2 separate regions of the Danio rerio genome follow, and region 1 is linked to region 2. Evidence: chromatin contacts called from public Hi-C data. All regions are on one chromosome and are shown on one strand. Each heading gives the region's core, a stretch centred on a gene start, on an enhancer-like site or on the middle of the called end of the contact. The rest is flanking DNA. Distances are from core to core; before and after follow the strand shown. Region 1 holds the start of hint3 (histidine triad nucleotide binding protein 3). Region 2 overlaps rbms3 (RNA binding motif, single stranded interacting protein).

Region 1 (5,403 bases), core at 2,210-4,709, 370 kb before region 2:
CCTCACCAGGAATAAATATATACACACATATATATTTACAACATAATTAAAAAAATTCAAATCAGTGGATTTGTAGAAGCAGAAAACCTAACACAAAATAAATAAATAAATAAATCAATAAAGAAATAAATAAAGAAATAAAGAAAAGAATAAATAAATAAATAAATAAATAAATAAATAAATAAATAAAATGTTTACAATTAAAATCCATTATTAGAAGCATTGTTTGGTAAACAAAACTACAGTAGCTCTCCCAAATAATACAACCACTAAAAACATTATTATATTACTTATTACAACAATCATATAAATGGAGAACCAGGAGTGCCATTTAAAAATAAAACAAAGATTAAAATATCAATTTATTAATTGAATCAATAAATGTGTATAAACAAATTACAATTTGAATGCACAATTAATGGACAAATAAACGTACATATTTAAATGTGTTTATTTAAATTGTGATTTTAAATGTCATTTAATAAAACAATACATTATTCATTTAAAAATAACTTTAAAAAGCATAAATAAATAAAACATTTTATAATATGTTTACTTAATTCATCTTTTAAAACACTGATTAATCAAACAATAAATAGAGTATTAATAAAAAATTTAAAACGCATTTAAATGCACAATATAAATAGCTTTTTAAAAAGGCATTTGACAAATGCTGTTCTCTCTCTATTTACCACTTGCATTTCTTTTCCTTTTGCTACATTAATTTTTCGAGTAAAAAAAAAATGAAGAAAAAAATGTCATTAGACAGCAACCAATCAACTTTATTAAAATTGTGATTTATTTATATACATTTTTTATCCATCAATTATTAAATTGATAATTTGATTCTTCATTTTATTTCTAACCGGCACTCCTGTTCGGAATTACAATTACAATATTTATATTACATACAAATTTTAATTTACAAATTAATTTATACATAAACTATGTAACCATTTGCATATTATTTAATAATATAACTGAAATAAATATATAAAGCTAAATAAATATATATTTACATACATTTACAAAAGTAAATAAACATATGAAACATGAAATATGTGGAAATCTGCATATTTCTGCGGGCACAGATTCCATGTGGGTCTAATTATTAGTTTTAGTGGATGTAATTCATTGTGCTTTTAAAGAATATAGTGGATTGTATTGTAGGATATTTTTCATTTAAATGCTTACCGTAACGAACCAATACGAGTTTAACCTGTAGATCAAACGTGACATGAAGCCCATCTGACTGACGGGTGCGAGAACATGAAGATGTAGATGTGTGACGGAGCAGAATGGAGGCCAATGGAAGCCAAACCTAGAAAATACAACAGATCCGTAAAACAAATTATTTACAAGCTACATAAATATGAACTTGATTGTAGTCTAAGTACCAGATGTGTTCCATTACCTAACATCACTTAAATCAGTCACATTGTTCTTCTCAAGTATCTCTTTCCCCGTTTCCAGCATCTTTTCCACTGAAAACCGCAAACATATAGGTGTTATTTATTTCTAAGATGTTATGCATATTTAAGCTGGCAATTGTGACAGTACATGTTAAAAGTCACTCATTACTTCAGATTGTTACTGTGGTAAGGCTCCAGAGTAGCTACTGTCAAAATGTCTAAACATTTACAGCAGTCTTTAATCACTCACAGTGTGTTTACCTAACGGTACGTGCTCTTTGCTGAGAGATTTGCAATTGCCAACATGTTTACTTGGCACAACCAGATAGTGATGAGGAGCTCCAGGGTGGATATCTTGGAAACAGGACACAGTCTCATCCTGGGGGAAGAAAAAAAAAATAGAACTTTAATATTAAAGTATTTAAGTATAGGACAATCATAAAAATAATAGAAGTTTTACTTCTATTAATAATTATCTGTTTCTATTAATGGTTGTACTTTTTAATATTTTGACAGCATTTTTGCAACATATGATGTTTTAAATGCGCTTAGAAATTTGACTTAATGTTTTTATTGTAAAACATAAGAAAAAAAGCCAATAAAATATATGTATTTTTTTTTTTTTTACTTTAGAGCCTTTACATTGTGCTTTAATTATACATTTTTATTTTTGTTATTAGTTATATAACATTTGATAGCCATATCGACTTCACTGGCTATTTCATGGCAAAACCAGATACATTTTACAACATTTTTAAAATTTCATTGTTCTAAAATAATAAAAAGTCATAACAATAAAAAATATATTAACAGCAATAAATAATACATGAGTTAAAATATATGAATAATTATAATAATATATAAGATCTAAAAATATAAAAATGGTAAATTTGGAATTCAATCAGATTTACATTTTAAAATATTTCATTTAAAGTCTTTTGATAAACGTTAAATATACAGTAGGTAATACTAGGTATAAAAAAATATAAAGTGAAATAATACCAACTGTAACATTAACAGGGCATAAAAAGTCATACTTTATTTGAATAGATTTTTCTTAGATTCATAGTGTGCTTCATTTATACATTTATAAATTAATTTCATATTGAATTATTATTTAATAACTTACAATTAATCTAATAAACATGAGTTATTGTTACTTTGGTTAAACTTAGAAATTAAAATACAAATAGGTGATGAATATAATATAATTAATTATAAAAAGAGATGGAAATACGTTTATGTTTTGTTTTGTTTTTGTTCAAAAGTATTTTTATTGAACATGTTAGATATGAAACATGCAGTACAAATAGCTTTTCTTTTTCTTTTTTTTACACAACAAACAAAACCCTAAATATGCACAAATATACATTTAGGTTCTATAAAAATATAAAAAATTATTAATATAAAATACAAATAACTAATAATATTAAATAAAAATATTTTACTCTTATAAAATAAGAAAGAAAAGGAAAGGGAAAAGAAAATAATAAAAAAAATAACACGCAAAGGTTCTACTCTTCTAAAATAACCGAGGGGTCCATCTTCTTAATGTGATCTAAAACAGGCTGCCTTACATTTATGTTTAATAGAACATAAACTGTTTAGCAGTTAACAAATTGGGTATACAAACACTAACAAATAGATACAATTAGATAACATAATCTATTCATATTTAATACTGCATTATTCTTAAAATACAATATCCTTAATTACTATTTCTAATTAAAAAAAATACGAGGACATAATGTAGAATATAAACAAATCGGTGTGTTGTGTCCCACCCCTCAAATACAAGGATCTTTAGCCTAATTCTCGTATCGTACCACATCGTCTCGCATCTTAGTTAATAAAAACGAAAGTGACAGCACACTTACGCTGTGTAGAAGCTCTGTTCCCATCTCACCCTTTAAGATTTTACAGAAAATACATTTTTTGTCATATTCTTCATCAGAATGACTTGCTATACAGCTCTCAGGTGTCGGTGTGTTTGCGGCGTCTGCCATCTTCAAAACGTGACGTCAGCGATAATTACATCATCACGAACAAGCGCTTCATGACTTTTCAACATACAAGTCCTTTGTGTCTGAAGATTCGAAGGCACAAATCTTTAAATATAAACTAAAAACCCTCTTTAAAATATACACATCTGCACATTTCAATGTATACATCTCCAAAAATATTAATTAAACAAAATAATAGTTTTCAAAATAAAACGACAGGATTTTAAGCAGTGATGAAATTAATTAATGATCGCAGTACTCTTAATTAATTTGTGAATATTTTATAGCCAAGAAACGAATTTAGTATAAGATAAAATATTTTATCTTTTTATGATAAGGCCTAGTTTATTATTATGACATGCAGCTAACCAAAAATATAATAATAATAATAATAATAATAATAATAATAATAATAATAATGAACCAAACATTTTATACTAAATATTGTTCCAAAGCAGTTTAGAGAATATTTTCTAAAACAAACAACGGGGTATAGGCACACAGACTATTAATTTCAGTCATCCCATACAAAATCGATCTGATTTCTTTAAAAATCAGCGATCTTCACTGCCTGGCTGAGATATGATATAAAGTGGGTATCATACCAAACAATAGGCACTGCAATAAATTGTATTATTCCGCATTATTTCTTTAAGATGTGGAAATTCATTTTTTAATGTAATTTCTGTGCTAGCCTGATGGCGCTTGTCTTTAAATGTTGTGTCTTTTGACGCTTAAACAACCAAAATGGATGCTTAAGTTTATTTAACTGATTATATTTGAACTAAATTACACCATCGATGCTGTAAAAAGGAATCTTATGAAACTGAAAATAGTCACATAAAGCTTTCACCGGAAATTCATCATTGGCTGAAAAACACTAGCTGTGCATATAGCCCATTGGGGAGGAGGATCTTTAACTAATGCCCAAATGTTTTCTTCAGACAGTAAGAAATAAAAATGATAAACAATAATAACAAAAGAAAGAGCAAGAGTGATTTTGAGTATTACATTGCCATTAAAAAAGGAAAAGTCAGAAAAAAAGGAAAATTAAAGTCAGATAAAGCTTTTTTCAATAAGAGATATTGCTTCATTTCTTTTATGAAAAAATACAGAGATGTTTGGAAGATGAAATTTTGAATATGTGAAAATAACACCAACATTTAATTAGTCACACTTTTTTCTCTGTCTTGTTTTGCTGTTGAATCGATGGCAATCAACAAAGTACTACATTGTTCCAAAGCAAATCCCATTAATCTAATGAAATCAAAAATATCTTGTCTTTTTGAAATGAAATGAATTTTGACTCCAAAAGAGATGAACAACAGAATTACCAAAGAAAAAAAACAAATGGAGAAATTATTAGCATTATGTAATTCCTTGCAAGATTTTATGAGGAACTTATGAACTGTTTTACATAAAATTGAATAGGAGAAAGACATGGCATTATAATCAAGGTGAAGGAATAAAATCAACCAGCAAAATTATAGCCACAACACCAGCACCACAATAATTCCTTAAATTATATATGCAATTTAGCACATATATTTTTAAAATAGCATTTAAATTTTCCCAAGAATACGCTGTGGCGCAGGAGGTATGTTGTCGCCTCACAGAAGAAGGTCGCTGGTTCGAGCACTCGACTGGGTCATTTGGCGTTTCTGTGTGGAGTTTGCATGTTCTCCCCGCGTTCGCGTGGGTTTCCTCCGGGTGCTCCGGTTTCCCCCACAGTCCAAAGACATGCGGTACAGGTGAGTCGGGTAGGCTGAATTGTCCGTTGTGTTTGTGAGTGAATGAGTGTGAATGGGTGTTCCCAGGGATGGGTTGGGGCTGGAAGGGCATCCGCTGCGTAAAACATATGCTGGATAGGTTGGCAGTTCAAAATAAAGAGACTACGCCGAAAAGAAAATTAATGAATAAACTATAATTAACTAATAACTAACTACTAATAAGTTTATCAGTTAAGTTCTAATATATATATAAACGTA
Region 2 (5,065 bases), core at 1,125-3,624:
CAGTTTTTTGACCACACTTTATTATTATTGTTCATTTATTTGTTTGCTGGAAATTAAAACTGATTTTAGAAATTGAATTAAATCTTTGTGCTTAACAAACAGAATTAAAAATGTAGACTAATGGATGTCTTTAGTGAAGTGCATACAACTCCGTTTCCTTATCCACGAAAGAGAGAAAGAGAAAGTAAAGAGGCCGAATAGAGGAGGTTCATTCTTTATCTTCGCACTGCAGATGGTCTGTTTAACTAGTGAAGCATTCAGTATTTCCACTTACAAAGTCCACCATGTAAATGGCAAATGTGCCATGGCGTTACCAACTGACTCTTAACGGAAATTGGAGATAAGACTCTGATTGATTTGATACACCTTATGCTCAAAACACACCCATTACTCATTAAGAGAATAAGCACAACCCTGTTAGACCAGGTGCTCAGGCACAAAACATATTTTTCCGTCCTTAAAATAGCAGAAATGGATTCGGACACTCTTGCATGCTTTTGCATTATGTGCTTTGGACTTTGCGCGTAGACTGTTAAAATAGAGCCCAGAGATTTCAAACTCAAGGATGTGTTATTGCACTAAATACCTGTAGGTTGAACATTAGTGTGACACATAAAAAAAGAAACACAACTTGTAATAAGGAAAAAAGAGCCACTGCAATAATTAACTTTTTGCACTTAAAAACAGAAGTTAGGAGCTAGCTGTGGGACACGGCCTGAACCTCATGACATTTGGCAGCTCCATTAAATGTTGCATCCTAAATGTGCTGTTATAACCTGGAAATCAAATGTTGTCAGGGCTTCGAGAAAATCAATTTGGTACTTTCGACCCACGTTACTTTCGTCCCCGCTCTCCCCTAACCGGACGTTCCATACAATTCTGGATAACAGATTATCTGTTCATATGGTTCACATCAACAGTTACAAATTGACTTTTTATTTCACAATTCGGAGGAAAAACAATAGATTAGCAAGATACAAAATCAAATCTGGGTGAGCTTACATTGGAAAAAAATAGAATTGTGAGAAAACCCAAAAGTTTGTGTTTATTAGGGCGTATTCAATTAATATCTCACAATTATTTTCTCTTAATAGGCTTTTAGTTTATACGCACAAAATACAGAAAATATTATTTCCATTAAAATAGCCATTTTCTGTTTTGGTATTTTTTTAAATGTAGTGATATCATAGCTAAAATGTAAGCATCATACTTCAGTTTTCACATAATTACCATTTCATTATCCTAAAATCATCATTTTATTATTATGATTCCATAATTACATTATTATTATTATTATTATTAGTAGTAGTAGTAGTAGTAGTAGTAGTAGTAGTAGTAGTATCAATGATAAAAATCAATGATTAAGGATTTTCTAGGATTCTATGCCGAGCATAAATTCCAAAAAATAAAACAGCATTTATTTAAAATGTAAATGTTATGTACTATTATTAATCTACTTTTCTGTCCCTTTTGATGCACTCTTGCTGAATATCCCAAATAATTATTTCCCAAAACTAAAGAAAATTCAATTTTAAGGAGTAAATAAAATAAAAAAAATCCTTACAACATATTGAAAGTGCAATACATTTCATAAAACTGAAAACTTCAGATGTGTTTTTTCATTCATTCATTTTCTTGTTGGCTTAGTCCCTTTATTAATCCAGGGTCGCCACTGCGTAATGAACCGCCAACTTATCCAGTACATTTTTACACAGCGGATGCCCTTCCAGCCGCAACCCATTACTAGGAAACATTCTCATACACTCATTCACATACACACTACGGACAATTTAGCTTACCCAATTCACCTGTACCGCATATCTTTGAACTGTGGGGGCAACCGGAGGAAACCCACACGAACGCAGGAAGAACATGCAAACTCCACACAGAAACGCCAACTGAGCCGAGGCTCGAACCAGCGACCTTCTTGCTGTGAGGCGACAGCACTACCTACTGCGCCACTGCATCGCCCTACTTCAGATATGTGTATCTGCTAAAAGTGCTCTACAGTCAGGACGGATGAATTAAACGCTTTCTCATCATCCTCCGCCAAAGCATCTGAGAAGCGCTGAACTTTCTGACAAACTGTTTGACGGAGGGTCTCCTCGGAATGATTAATCCTAATCAGGCTGGCATGTGAGAACGAGCGTGTGCGTCCAACTCTGGCCTAATTCTGCCCAAGCTCTCATGTGATCCGTCAGATGATCGCAGTCGTTCTCCCTCTCCCTCTTTCTCTCTTTTGCCTGTTCTTCACATGTGTTTGCACTCTCGTCCCGGCGTGCCTGAAACGTAAACAGACCCGCAGTGTGGAGCAGCTCTGCCGTTAAGTGAGCAATGCATCATCTCTGCAGAAGTATGCATGACTCGCATTTGGATCGCATTATTTCACTTGTTGAAGTGGAACAGCTCACGTCTGGCCCTCATAATAGAGTCCAGCTGCGGCTGTACGGGCCAATAAGAAACAAGCAGAGCGCTTTTTGTGGAGAGCATGGCTGTCTGATCAGCTTGTTGACTCTAATAAAGTTGTCCCGATGCATTGGTGAAAGGCCGTTCATCTCTCCTCTCATTCTGCCAGTGGCTAGTGACTTGAGAAAAATTACTGGCCATAATTGTTTTTTTTATCATTTGTGGCTCTGTTTGTGCATCATTTCTTTTAAAAATAGAGTGAATCATTTAAAAAGAAAGTCTAATTGCAAGCATTATAAGCAGTGTTGCTTTCAACATTGCTTTCAACTTTAATTAGTTTGTTTATATGGCATGTGTAGCGTCAGAAAGTTCTCAGAAGGTAACATTGTTCCAACTTTTTAAAAAGGTAAATGAAGATGTATGTTATACAATGTGTCTCTAAATGCAAAGCTCCTATATTTAAAAAAAGAAAAGTACCCTTCAAGTTCTGAAAGAGGTCAAGCCTCAGACAGGTATGAAAGTGTAACTCAAAAGTAACATAACACGTTACTTTCCTTAAAAAGTAACGCAACTAGTTTTTTTTAGGGGAGTAACTGAATATTGTAATGCATTACTTTCAAAAGTAACTTTTCCCAACACTGATTATAAGTGCCATTATTTTTTTTTGACTACATTATAACTGGCCATAAATATTTTTTATTACCTTTTGTAAAACTGTATGTGCATCATTTCTGAAAATAGAATAGACCGAAAAAATAAAAATAGACAGAAGAAGCATTATAATTATTATGTATTGTTGATTATTATTTTTATTGATGTTTTTAATCATACAATAACAGTGAGTAACAGTTCAAAATGACCACTTCACCACGTAGTGATGCCACGGAAGGACTACAGAATTCATAAAGTGTTTTTAGGTGTAGCGGCAGTTTGCGACAATGGTGCCAATGACACAAAGAGATGGAATGTGAGCAGAAATATAGAAATACCCTGCTACTTGTAAATGAAGAAGAAATAACGAAACAATGCATTATATTTCCTTCATCATTAAATATATATATATTTCCTTAATAATTAAAAACTTGTTAACAAGCTTTATTATCAATGTCAACTTAAGTGCAATGAGGATTCATTTTGGAAATTAAAACTAAAATAAAATTAGAGACAACTAAAATAAAAGTACAAACATACTGTAAATTAATAAATTAATTCATAAAGTGTGTTTGTTATTTTAAAGTGAAAGAACTAAAACAGCCAATAAATAAGCTTTTTCATTTACATTTTCTTTGTTGATTATATTTAACTTTTTCATTTTAATTATTTGTTATAATATAATAAATTAATATTTAAATAGGCCTAAATAATTATTTATTTGTAGAAAATATCAGAGAAACACAGAGAAGCAGTCTGGTGCATGCTCTAAAAGGGCATGAATATTGGTTTTGATATTGAGATATTGTTACCGTATTTAATAGCAGTATTAAATACGTTATTTATATAATTACTATTACAATTATTTTACATTGCAACTGTAAAAGTACAAAAGTTTTTTTTTTAACCTTTAGCCTTTAATTTGGTTGGCAATTTTCTTTTTAATTGCTACTCTTTTTAAAAAATTTAACAAAACACTTAAACTTGCTTGGTTGCATGTTAAAGCAAACTCACAGCTTTGCAGGAATAGGGAGTTTGTGTGGGTCATTTACTGAAACATTGAACACACTTAAGCGGGGGCACGGTGACTCAGTGGTTAGCACTCTCGCCTCACAGCAATAAGGTCGCTGGTTTGAGTCCCGGTTGAGTCAGTTGGCATTTCTGTGTGGAGTTTGCATGTTCTCCCTGTGATCACATGGGTTTCCTCCAGGTAATCCGGTTTCCCCCACAGTCCAGACATGCGGTATAGGTCAACTGAATAAACTAAATTGGCCATAGTATATGAGTGTGTAATAGAGAGAGTATGAGTGTTTCCCAGTACTAAGTTGCGACTGGAAGGGCTTCCTCTAAATAAAACATATGTAGGAATAGTTGGCGGTTCATTCCGCTGTGGCGACCTCTGATAAATCAGAGACCAAGCCGAAGGAAAATGAATGAATGAATGAAAAAACTTATTATAATCTGTTTTCATGAAAAAGTCACAGTTCTCATCTCATATTACTTAGATATTTAAATAATTAAATATTTGAGAATCACAGTCAGTCATATTGCATTCTCGACTGTTGTTAGAATTAACAGCCAGCTGGTTTCATACACTCTCCAACACAGATTTTTACTCGTATTTGATCAATTGGTGAGTGTTTATTTAAGGCCCTGCCAGTAACCGTGTGTTTGCCCATGTGTGTCTCCTCTTATAGGGTGCTGTTATAACGCCAACCATGGACCACACCATCTCCATGCAGCCTGCGAACATGATGGGACCCCTCACCCAGCAGATGAACCACCTGTCTCTGGGCACCACTGGCACTGTGAGTGTGTGTTCAAGTCTGTTCACCTACTATCCAAACGCTAATTAAAAGTTTGCAAACTGATGTTGGAAAAGAAAGTAAAGCTCTGCCCAGGGGTGAGAATAAAGTACCTGGGAAATAAAATATGGATATGGTGTCAATATCATACTCAATTAAATCCATCTAGCCAAAATCACTCCTGAGCGAAATCCAATTATAAA

The links. Hi-C and Micro-C count contacts between places; a contact is called where the count stands out from the background.
Region 1: a contact with region 2 is called in a Hi-C map of an unstated tissue, with 2.2 times the contacts expected there. The contact joins the promoter of hint3 here to the enhancer-like site in region 2. A contact is called at or near these places in 2 of 18 Hi-C or Micro-C datasets (caudal fin and an unstated tissue).

Annotation. Positions count from the first base shown.
Region 1 is chr16:44,432,762-44,438,164 of GRCz12tu, reverse strand. It overlaps hint3 (histidine triad nucleotide binding protein 3), which reads right to left and starts at 3,459. Exons shown (of 5, transcript NM_001326468.1): 1 at 3,290-3,459; 2 at 1,674-1,791; 3 at 1,415-1,484; 4 at 1,195-1,321. The coding sequence starts at 3,418.
Region 2 is chr16:44,061,345-44,066,409 of GRCz12tu, reverse strand. It overlaps rbms3 (RNA binding motif, single stranded interacting protein), which reads left to right. Exons shown (of 14, transcript NM_001431058.1): 11 at 4,755-4,865. Among named protein-coding and RNA genes, the nearest start is that of tgfbr2b, 83 kb to the right of the region's middle. Within about 2 kb of position 2,374, at least 13 of the 62 cell types and tissues checked have an H3K27ac peak or open chromatin away from gene starts, as enhancers often do. A contact at or near this core is called in caudal fin, where this site is marked.